Linked DNA regions of Mus musculus: region 1 is linked to region 2. Evidence: chromatin contacts called from public HiChIP or PLAC-seq data. All regions are on one chromosome and are shown on one strand. The core of a region is the stretch at or near the end of the contact, and the rest is flanking DNA. Distances in the headings are between cores, read along the strand shown.

What was found. HiChIP or PLAC-seq counts read pairs in DNA pulled down with a chosen protein or histone mark.
Region 1: a contact with region 2 is called in an H3K27ac HiChIP or PLAC-seq map of embryonic stem cells, with 8 read pairs. The contact joins the enhancer-like site here to the promoter of Slc36a1 in region 2. A contact is called at or near these places in 11 of 39 promoter capture datasets (the 3T3-L1 cell line, the C10 cell line, cranial neural crest and 6 more), 3 of 484 Hi-C or Micro-C datasets (all in embryonic stem cells), 5 of 115 datasets of contacts at active chromatin or transcription factors (embryonic stem cells and pancreatic cancer cells) and 2 of 9 other capture datasets (adipose tissue and pancreatic islet).

What each region holds. Positions count from the first base shown.
Region 1 is chr11:55,322,083-55,327,687 of GRCm38.p6, forward strand. It overlaps a transcript of Fat2 not described here. Among named protein-coding and RNA genes, the nearest start is that of Fat2, 13 kb to the left of the region's middle. Within about 2 kb of position 1,864, at least 9 of the 459 cell types and tissues checked have an H3K27ac peak or open chromatin away from gene starts, as enhancers often do. A contact at or near this core is called in embryonic stem cells, where this site is marked.
Region 2 is chr11:55,200,552-55,206,259 of GRCm38.p6, forward strand. It overlaps Slc36a1 (solute carrier family 36 (proton/amino acid symporter), member 1), which reads left to right and starts at 3,789. Exons shown (of 11, transcript NM_153139.4): 1 at 3,789-3,937.

The sequences.
Region 1 (5,605 bases), core at 614-3,113, 120 kb after region 2:
AACAGGATCTCTGTGAGTTTGAGGCCAGCCTGGTCCACTGAGGGAGTTCCAGGATAACCAGGGCTACACAGAGAAACCCTGTCTCAAAAAAACAAAATTAATTAATTAAATTAAATAAACAACCTTCAAGGGTGCTCCATGAAGCCAAACTGGTGGGATCCAGTTACGTTTGTGGCCTGTAACAGATCATCCTGCTATTTGGGGTGTGTGTGTGTGTGTGTGTGTGTGTGTGTGTGTGTGTGTGTTTAATCCACTGCTTGGGGATTTTTATGGTGAGTTATTCACATAACAACTCTAGGAAACTTTCCCCCAAACCTGGATTTCAGCTCCTCTTTCCAAGACTGGAAGACATGACCTAGGGCTCTTGTGTGGCACCAGCTGACTGATGCTGAGTGGTAAATGCTTCTAGTGGGTGCTTACTGATGCCCCTCCTCAGTGCCAGTTTACATGTGGACAAGAAGCAAATTATTTTCCCATGTCTCTCTCCAACCTAAGCAAAGGGCAGAGCCCAGCTGCAGCCACTATAAATAAGCCCAATTTCATGTGATAGTGAAAGTTAAGCAGGGTCAGATCTGGGTAGGACTTGGGTGGGAGAAAGCCAAGCCTGGGAGGACCACCCACTTTCCTTGTAGTAGCTGGACACCCAGGAGACGAACGGAGACCACCGCCTCTTGAGTGATGTGTGTGAGCTAAAACTGCCTGAGCCAGGAAGAAACCTCTCCAAGATGCTCTGCAGAGACAGGGGAAGGGCTCTGGAGGCCCACCCACACCCACCTATGGCTAACAAACATGCCACCGCTCCAGGTCCCTCTGACCACCCGGCCCCTCCAGGTTCTTGGGGAGCTTCACTGACAAGTGATTTTTGAGGTCAGACCAGAAAGAGCCAGCCCTGTCTGGTATGTACTAGCCAACTGTCGATGGACAGAGCCCCTCCCCTGGGGTCAGAATTTAGACTCAAAGATTCATTTGCATCTTCAACTGTGGAGCATCTGGTCACGTAATGACTGGAGGGCCCAGGATGCCTTGAGGTCTATCTCATAATTTCATGGGAACTATGAGATAGACCAGCTCTGTAGGAGTGGGAGAACTTTTTTCCTGAAGGAGGTCTCCCTATGTAACCATAGCTGGCCTTGAACTCCCAGAGATCTGCCTGCCTCTGACTTCTCAGTGTTGGGATTAGCAGCATTCATTGAGAGCTTTGTTAGAAAGATCACAGAGGCCAGGAGTGATGGTATACACAAAATTCAGTTAGGGGATCCATTGCACAGCACAGTGGCACCCCAGCACTTGGAAGAAAGCTGGAGGGTCAAGAGTTTAAGCTCATTTGGGCTACATAGAAGTAAGCTCAAAGCAAGCCTGAGCTACATCAGACCCCGTCTGTCTCAAAACAAAACAGAGAGAGGAGCATAAGAAAAGAAGGAAGGGAGGAAGGGAGGGAGGGAGTAGGGAGGGAGGGAGGCAGGCAGGCAGGCAGGCAGGCAGGCAGGAAAGAAGAAAGGCAGGAAGAAAGTCAGGCAGACAGGGAAAGAAGGATGGATGGAAGGCAGGAAGGAAGGATGGACAAAAGAAAGGAAGAAAGGAAGGGAGGGAGGGAGGGAGGGAGGAAGAAGGAAGGAAGGAAGGAAGGAAGGAAGGAAGGAAGGAAGACAGGGAAAGAAGGATGGATGGAAGAAAGATAGGCAGGCAAGAACATGAAAGAACAGAGTACAATGCAGAGACCAGCAGACCTGCTGAACAGGCCTCTGCCTCTTTGATTCAGCAGAATCCCTTGCAAAACTGTTGAGTCTCTCAGACACATAGACCTCAGATTCCGACCTGGGTGGCCTTGGGTAAGTTAATCACTAGGCCAGTCTTTCTCTGTCTGTTAGAATGGCTGTCATCAAAAAGACTAAAGACAACAAGTGCTGGTGAGGGTGTGGAGGGAGAAGCCCAGTGCGTGCTGTTGGTGATGTAAACAGCCGTGATGGAAAACAGCAGGGAGGTTCCTCAAAGAACTACAAATAGAACTACCATATGGTCCAGCAATCCCACCTCTGGGCGAGCATCCAAAGGAAATGGAATCAGTCTGCCCACCCACGCCGCAGCACATTCGTGCTACCCAATGGAAACAACCCACGTGTCCATCATCTGATGAATGGATAAAGACAATGTAGTCTGTATGGAATACTACTTGGACTTTAAAGGGGGTGTGGGGGAGCTGGTAAGATGGCTCAGCAGGAAATGTGTTTATCTCCAAGCCTAATGGTCTATGTTCTTACCCCGGATCCATGTGGTGGAAAGAGAGAACTGACTGCCACATGCTTCCTAGGGCATGCATAGATACACAAAATAAATAAATAAAAACGGAGCTAACATTAAAAAAATAAATAGATAAGATAAAAAGAAAATTTTATGCAAATGTATTGTTGAGATTGCATGGTTGCAGCCTTCCTGTGATGTCCAGAATACTGTCTCACAGAAGATGTGACAGCAGTTGACACGCCAACATAGATGCGAGGAAATTTCACAAGGCCCCAATTCTAGATGAAGAGCTACAGGCAAGCAATGGCTAATGAGGGAGGGAGAATTCGTTTTCTCCAGTTCATCCTTTTTGACTAGTTATCCGATCCCCAGGGTCAGTCTTAAAGGTGTGTATGTATAAGCAATATGAGATGGATTCAATAGGGTGTGTGTGTGTGTGTGTGTGTGTGTGTGTGTAATTAGAAAGGAGGTTATGAATCTGAGAGAGAAAATAGGGGGAACACAGAAGCAGTCAGAGAGGGAGAGGGAGGGTAGAAATGATATAAATACATTACTTTATAAATGACATAAATATATTTATGAAATTCTCAAAAGAAGATCAAATTCAAAAGCAAGATTTTGAAGAGAGAAGGAAACCCCATCATTCCTAACAAGGCAGATGAAGCTGTAGGGCATCACGAGTGAAGCAGAGCAGACGCACGCGGAAAGCCTGTGCTGTTCCCTTTCACTCTCAGGGAAACTCTAAGGTTGAACTAACAAACTCCAAGAGTGGAATACCGGTTAACGGTGGGAGGCAGGAAGTGCTGGTCAAAAGACACCGAATTTCAGTTAGGAGTTCAGGAGATCCACGGTGCAATAGGTGACTCTTAATGAGGAACAATAGCTGGTCTCTGTGATGCACATCTGTAGTCCCAGCTATTAAGGAGGCAGAGGCAGGAAGATCACAAGTTCCAGGCCTGCCTGGAGTACAGAGAGAGTTCAAGGGCAGCCTGGGCAATGTAGTCAGACTGCCTCAAAATAAAAAGTAAAAAGTGAGCCGAAGTGTATGTATCTCAGTGGTGATGCGTTTGCTGAGTACGCACGAGGGTTTAGGCTCACTCCCCAGTGTTCCCTCCCCAACTCACACACAAATCATGTACCTGAAAATTACTAGGAGTAGATTTTACATGTCCTTACTGCAAAAACATGTTGTGTGTTAAATAACTTCATTTAGTTTTATTGATTTAAAAAAAAAAAGGACTAAAGGCACATCTCAGTGCCCAAGTGCTTGCCTGGTGTGCCGAAAGCCCTGTGTTTGACCCCACAGCCACAGAATTATATTTTAAAGTAGAAAACACTGTGTGTGTGTTTGTGTGTGTGTGTGTGTGTGTGTGTGTGTGTGTGTGTGTGTGTGTGTGTGTGTGTTCAGGATGAGGACAGGGGAGATGGTTCAGCCTGCTAAATGCTTGCCTTGTAAGTGTGAGGCCCTGAGTTTCGATCCCTAAACTCACATAAATGTCAGGTGGGCGTGACCACCCGCCTGTAGTTGGGTGCTTGAGAGGTTAATATGGGATCCTTGAAGCAAGCTTACTATTAACCTCCCTGGATTAGCAAGCTCTGGGTTCAAGTGAGAGACTCTGCCTCAATATATAAGGCCGAGAGAAACAGCATCTACTTCTGGCCTCTGTGTGCACACACAGAGACATACATATGTACTCAAACACATGTGAACTCAGAGTGCACACACACATAAAATCTCAACACACACTCATACAAGAAACAAACTGAATCCTCTGGTAACTTCTGCAGCTTGGGGCTAATGACCCAAATGTACATCGTGCATATGAGTGATTTAGTAATCGCTGTCTGAATCCTGTCTTTTACTCTTGTAAACTGCTGTGAAGACTATGTTAAAGATACTGGAAAGTATTTTTGCCTTCTTCAGCATCTGTGATTCCCAAGCTTTGCCAGCCCAAGCCTCAGTGCTCCTATTTATCCCACCCCACCCCTGGGACTGGGGGGCCTGAAGGACTTAGTGTGAAAAGCATTTGGCAAGATGCCAGGCAAGATGCTGAAGTAGCTGACAAGTTGAAGTCAGTCCTATCACAGTACATGCTCAGAAATTTGTGGAATTCGGGAATTCTCCACACATCACTGGTCACCAGTGTGCCCAGGAGCTCTTTGTGGGAGCAGTCCCAGAGACACACATATATGTGTGCGGGTGCACTTGCGCATGTGTGTGCACTTGCACGTGCGTGCGCATACACACACACACACACACACACACACACACACCTGCAGGCCCGTAACACTCCTCTCTTTGCAGTGATTTGTTTCAAATGTGAAGAAGCAGCCTGAAAGATATGAACTCTTCCAGGGTTTCAGAAGGGACAGAAAAGAAAGGGCATGGAGAGGAAATGCTACACATGGGCTGGGGTCTCAGCTCTCTGCCAAGCAGGTGCACAGCCCTGAATTCTATCTTCAAGGAAAAAAAGGAAAGAGACAGAGGGAGGGAGGAGAAGGGAGAGAGAAGAAGGGGAGAGGAAAGAGGAAGAAAAGGAAAGGAGGACCAGGGAAAGAAGGAAGGGAGGAAGGGGAAGAGGACAGGAGGGGAGAAGAGAAGGGAGGGGAGACAGAGATCTAGTCTGACCACTTAGATGCCTTCTGATGATGGTCCTCCAGACCCTGTGTGTTCTCCAGAGATATTCAGGGTGCCCTCTCTGCTACATTTCCATTTGTAAAAGAGCATACACAGCCCTTGCCCTCTGTACTGTATCTAGAGCTTCCTGCTTGACTTTCCCACCCCCAGCCCCCACCCCCACCCAGACACAGGGAATGGATGCTGTGTCTTGTCCTTGCTCCTTGCCCACAAGCACTTCGGTGATGTGGCCACTCCCTGCCAGGTTCTACCTCCAACTTTAGCACAGGAAGATATGCCAGGTAGGGCAAGGAAGTATACCACGGTGGTCATGTACAGACGAGTCCTGCCTTGGCCCATGGCCTGTTGGTGACTTTCAGCCAACGAGGGGACCTGACTGAGCCTTGGTCTTTTTATACATCAACCAGGAAATAAGCATCAGGCAATTAGGGGACCAAAGTAGGATGGGATGTGGACAGCACAAAGCCATGCCTGGAACCTTACGACCCCAATGGCATGGTTGTCACCAGAGGGACTGAGTGATCCCAGGGCAGAGTCCCTCATTCTGTAGAGCCTAGCAACCATCTGAGATAGGATGAACTACCTATTCTCCTACCTCTCTGAGCCAACGCTCCCTTAAACTATCATTAGTGATGCACTGAGGTTCAGCGGAGGGTGGAGACATGCAGATCTCAGAGGCAGGTGACAACGAACATTTACTGTAAGCTAAAACGGTGGTGAGCACAT
Region 2 (5,708 bases), core at 2,539-5,038:
TAGGATCTGCCTGGTTGTGCCAACCTCGGTTTTGGACCAGGGACAGGTGAGTGTGCCTCACCTGGGTCCATGAACTGTGACATCCCGGTAGTTTGATCTTGCCTGCAGGTCAGTGCACATTGTAAACTGATATACCCCTTGGTATCTTGGCCTTACACCTCCACGTCCAGGCCTGCTGAGTTCCTACAGGGTTCTTCATTTCTCCTTCACATGAGCAGGGTGTTGCTGGCAAGACAGTCCCATTTAACCCCAGAATGCATGGAATAGTTTGCAACCATTTTCCCTGGGACCTCAGCTGCCGTGTTTGTACCTTAAAGGTATTAAATAGCTTCCTTCCTTCCTTCCTTCCTTCCTTCCTTCCTTCCTTCCTTCCTTCCTTCCTTCCTTCCTTCCTTCCCTCCCTACCTCCCACTCTCTTTCTCCCTCCCTCCTTCTCTCTCTCCCTCCCTCTCTCTCCCTCCTTCTCTCTTTCTCTTTCTCTTTCTCTCTCTCTCTCTCTCTCTCTCTCTCTTTCTTTCTTTCTTTCTTTCTTTCTGACACTGGGGATGGAACCTAGGTGTGTCTGGTGGCATTAACCTGTATACCAGTATTGCATCACGTGACATGATCTCTCTCTCTCTCTCTCTCTCTCTCTCTCTCTCTCTCTCTCTCTCTCACACACACACACACACACACCTGGGACAGGCTCTCTGTCTCTAAGCTGCAGCTCCAGCTTTAGCTATATACTTTGTCACAGTGTATCTTTAAATACTTTGCCACAAAAAAGATTATTTGCAATATTAAAAAAATTGTCCTTGTCTCCTTTCATGTCATCAAAAACCATAAGAAAAGAATCAAAACAGGCTGGGGAGATGGCTCGGTTGGGAAAGTGCTTATTGTGCAAGCATGAAGACTCAAGTTTGATTCCTAGAACCTATGTAAAAAAGCTGGATGTAGTAGCACAGGCTTGTAATCTCAGCGCTGGGAGGCTGAGACAGGCAGATCTTTGGGGCTCACGAGACACCCAGTCTACTTTACTTGGCAAGTTCCAGGCCACTAAGGGACCCCCTCTCTCTCAAAACAAACAAACAAAAAACAAAAACAAAACAAAAACAAAAACAAGGTAGGCTGGCAGGATGGTTGAGCCTGTAAATGGGGACAGACACCTCCCGGTGGTGCTGAACTGGCATCATCCCTTCCCTGACGTTTGCTCCCTCAAGCATCATCCTTGATTCCAAGACCATTTTTCGTTTCCTCAGTATTGTTCCCCTTCTTTGCAGCACAGTCCCTCCTATGTCCCCAGCTCACGGTGTCCTCACGGTGCCTGCAGAGCTTCTTCATAACAATTTTACCTTTCTTAGCTGTTGCTCTAAGATTAACAATGTCAACTCCATTCACTCCACTTAATGCGTTCTGGAATCATGTCGCTGTGACTTCCAAAATACTTTAAACTCTAACAGTGCTGAACGCTTCGCTCTAGCAAAGGTCTATGATTGTGAAGAGTGACATCGTTCTTGGGATACTGACAAAAAGGCACATGGCTTTCTATGTCCCAGCCACAATGGTTACTGTCGTGCAACAGCAGCACGGCGTTCACTGCATCCAGGGCCCGGAAGCTTGCTCTGGGAAAGGGGGTGCTAGAGGGGCCACCACTCGTGTCTTGGAGATCGACCATGTCTGAATCAGATAGTGTACAAGGAAACTTTGCACGGGCTCAGGCTCGTTGTAAGACGTAAGACCTTCAGCAGAGGACATGGCAGCTGAGTGTATTGAAGATGGAACCGAGAACAATGTATCCGCAAAGGAGAGCAGTGGCTGAGTATCTGGCATCTTAGGACCCATCACGTTTGAGGTGGGATATGGGTGGAGCTTAGGGGAAAGCAGAACTGACCTCCTTCTGTTAGATGCAGAAGGAGTTATCCAAAATTTCTCTCTAGCATGACCCCTTTAGGTGCCAGATCTTATGTGATTTGCAAACAACAAGGGAAGGGGGAGAATAGAGTAGGGCTTCCAACTGAACTTTCAAAATGGGTAACCCAAAGGGAACTCAGAAGGCTGCGCAGCAGGAAGTGATGGAGACAGACCTGGGATGTGGGTGGGAAGGAGGTTACTCTGCCACACTGCAAGCCTTGCTGGGCTAATACTCAGTACACCAAGGCAGTCCTCTGTAGTAGGGCTCTCAGCAGGAGAATCCAAATCTCCCTAGGTCTTGCCGGATGCCACTCATGGATGGGGATCTTGACCCAGCAAGTGTAGAGTGGGACTCTAGAAGTTGTATCATTTCTTGTTCATGTGTGTATATGTATGTGTATGCATCTGTGTATGTGTGGTGTATGGTTTATATGCTTGTGTATGTATGTATGTATGTATGTATGTATGTATGTATGTAGTATATGTAATATGTGTATGTGTGTATGTGTGTGTCGTGTATGAAGTATGTGTATGTGTGAAGTTGTCTTTGCATCTCTGTGTGTGTGGTATATGGAGTATATGCATGTGTGGTATGTACTGTTTATATCTCTGTGTGTATGGAGTACATGTATGTATGTGTGAGGTGTATGGAACATATGCATATGTGTATGTATGTATGTATGTATGTATGTATGTGTGAGGTGTATGAAGTATATGTGTGTGTATGGAGTATATGTATGTGTGTGTGGTATATGGAGTGTGTATGTGTGTGTGGTGTATGAAGTATGTGTATGTGTGAAGTTGTCTTTGCATCTCTGTGTGTGTGGTATATGGAGTATATGTATGTATGTGTGGTATATGTTTGTATGAGTATATGTGTATATGTGTCTGTGATGTATGGAGTATATGTTGTTTGTGTGTGTGTATGTGTGTGTGTGGTGTATGGAACATATGTGCATGTACGTATGTGTGTGGTGTACGAAATATATGTGTGTACATGGAGTATATGTACGTGTGTGGTGTATGGAGTATATGTATGTATATGGTGTATGGAGTATATGTCTGTGTGTATGTGGTGTATGGAGTATATGTATGTGTGTGTTTGTGGTGTATGGAGTATATTTATGTGTGTGGTGTATGGAGTGTGTGTGTGTGTGTATGTGTATGTGTGTAGCATATGGAGTATGTGTGTGTGTGTGTGGAGTGGGGCATCGGGGAGTCAGATGGTGACATTGTCTGCTTGAGTTGTTCCCTCAACTTTTTTTCCCCACAGGTTCTCTCACTGAACCTGAGCCCACTGTTTTGGCTAGATCAGTTAGTCTGCTGAAGAGACCAAGGGATCCTTCTGCTCTGGCCCCAAGCTCTGGTGTTACTGGCACACATTGTCTTGCCTGGCTCTTTATATGTACTGGGAATCTTAACTCAGGTTCTTATTGTATCCAGTAAACCATTTTCCCAGTAGCCCCTTTTAAATTTTTTTGAAGCAAGGTATCTTTAAATCACCCAGGGTATCCTTGAACTCACTCTATAACCCAAACAGGCCTTGAACTATTTTTCTTCTCTGCTCTGGTATTGCAGTCTTGTACCATCAGGCTTAGCTGCACGATTTATTTTTTAAAAGGTGCAAACTTGTGATTATAAACCAGTAAATGCACGTTAATATATGCTGAACAAATAAATTTTAGCAAGGCTAAAAATTACGGATATTTTGCATGCCGACTTCCCTGGAGACTGCCTCAAAATCTAGGTCGTCTGCCTTAGCTCTGTGGTGGTCTCAGAAGCACTGCCCTTTCTGAAGCAGCGGCTGACGGCCGCCAGGTGGCGCTGCAGAACAAGGGTCCGGGAGGAGGAGCACGGAATGGAGCGGCACGTGACCTGGGCTAGGGAGCCAGCATCACGTGACAGGGCCCGGAAGCGGCTGTCCAGGAGGCTAGAAAACCATGGCTAGGGGTCGGCGCTGAGGCTACGCGAGGTGGGCTGAGCAGGAGCGGGAGCCAGAGCCGGAGCCGGAGCCGGAGCGGGAGCCCGGGCCGGGCAGGGCCGACCGGTGAGTAGTGCGTGCCCTGCGCTGCAGTCGGGAGTCACCTCCTGCTGTAGCACCTCCCGCCAAACGGATGCTGCTGCTCAGGGACAGGTCACCCGTGGGGTGGGGTCTCCCATGCACCTTTGACAGGTGTTCAGTCATAGTTCCCAGGTGACATCGGCAGTCACTGACGGCTAGCTCGGACCAACCCTTCGTTTGCAGATGTGGCTGTTCGAGCTATGCCCTTGCCTTGGGTCACAGGGTACCAGACCGCAACTCCTTTCCTCCGAGAGTAGGGGAAACTGAGGTCCAGGGCTGTGTGTGGGCTTCCGAGGTATCCCTGCAGCAGGGTGTCAGCTTCTGCAACTGTTTGTTTTCTGCCACGTTGCCATCTGCGGGGAAACTCGCCCTGTGAAAAGGCACTTGTCCCTTCCGCTGTGGGTCGCGCGTCCTTGTTTAGCTCCGCTGTGTCTGGGCTCTCCACGCCAGGCTTGAGTTCTGGGTGTGGTTCTGTTCACTGATGGCTTTTTCCTTTCCTTTCCTTTCCTTTCCTTTCCTTTCCTTTCCTTTCCTTTCCTTTCCTTTCCTTTCCTTTCCTTCTTTTTTCCTCTCTCTCTCTCTCTCTCTCTCTCTCTTTCCTCATCACTCAGCAGGCTTCGTTTCTAACCGTTCTGCAGTTTTGTGGAAGTCACTTAGAAATATGAAATAGGACCTGGGATAGACTGGAGGGACCAAGAGAGCTCTAGGGCATGAAAAGCACAGATGTTAACTTGAAGACCGCTTGCTTTTTGTTTTGTTTTCTGAAATTTGACAGATTCAGGTAGCGACTGCTTATATGGATGGAATTAGGGGGTGGGGGCTTGTTGAGTCAGGATAGCAACATAGTGTCCTGGAAGGAATTGACTTTGGGGAATCTGCAGAGCGTGTTTTAGCTTTTGCCTCTTGCTTGATGCCTTAGGTGACTTTGAATCCTCCCTCACCCGGGTTTACATTTTCAGTGTATGAATGATGGTAGGGTCCTTTTGTTATGAAACTCATATTTTTCCTGTTTGATTTTGTTAGGAGAGATTTACCCCCTCCTTGTAATCTGTAGGCAGTAGCCTACAACAAGAGTAGATCTTGTTCTAAAAGAATTTTACCTGTTTCTAATTGTCTTGAATCTGCCCCCCCCCCATTTATGGCTCAACTAGACATTCATAATTTTAGTTGTCTTTCTCATGACCAAGATCTCTTTTGCCTCTAGTTTGCATCCTAATTTATAGTAACTAACAGGTACATTAGTGCATAGGGTTTTTTTTTGGATGGAACCCAGGGGTTCCAAACACTCTGGAAGTAGACTGCATCTACGGCCGGGCTTCTTAAAAGCTGTTGTTGAGGTTACAAGTAAGAGGCTCGACTCTCAGCCCTTGGCTTTGACCTGAGGCTGGGCCTGCTCTGGTGGGGTCTGTGCTGCTGCAGCCTCTTTGTTTTTATGTCTCTGTTTTCTCCTTAAACCCGGTGGCTGTTTGTTCAGCCTCCTGCCTGTTTAGCTGTCTTTGTCTAGCCGGGAGTCTATAAAGGAGAGAGGGATTTATGTATTTGGTTATTCAGGAGACTACAGTTAAGATCAGTGCGGTAAGGGAAGTGGTTTTGAGCATAAAAACTTTCAAGGAATCAGTTCTCTTTTGCTTTGGACACAGCGTGGAACTCCTTGTCACCACAGGGAGTTGTCATTGGGCATTTAATTGATTACCTTGGGGAACGTTGTAGGTGAAATTGCTGTGCTGGATAGAGAGCTGACCTAAATACAGTCAGT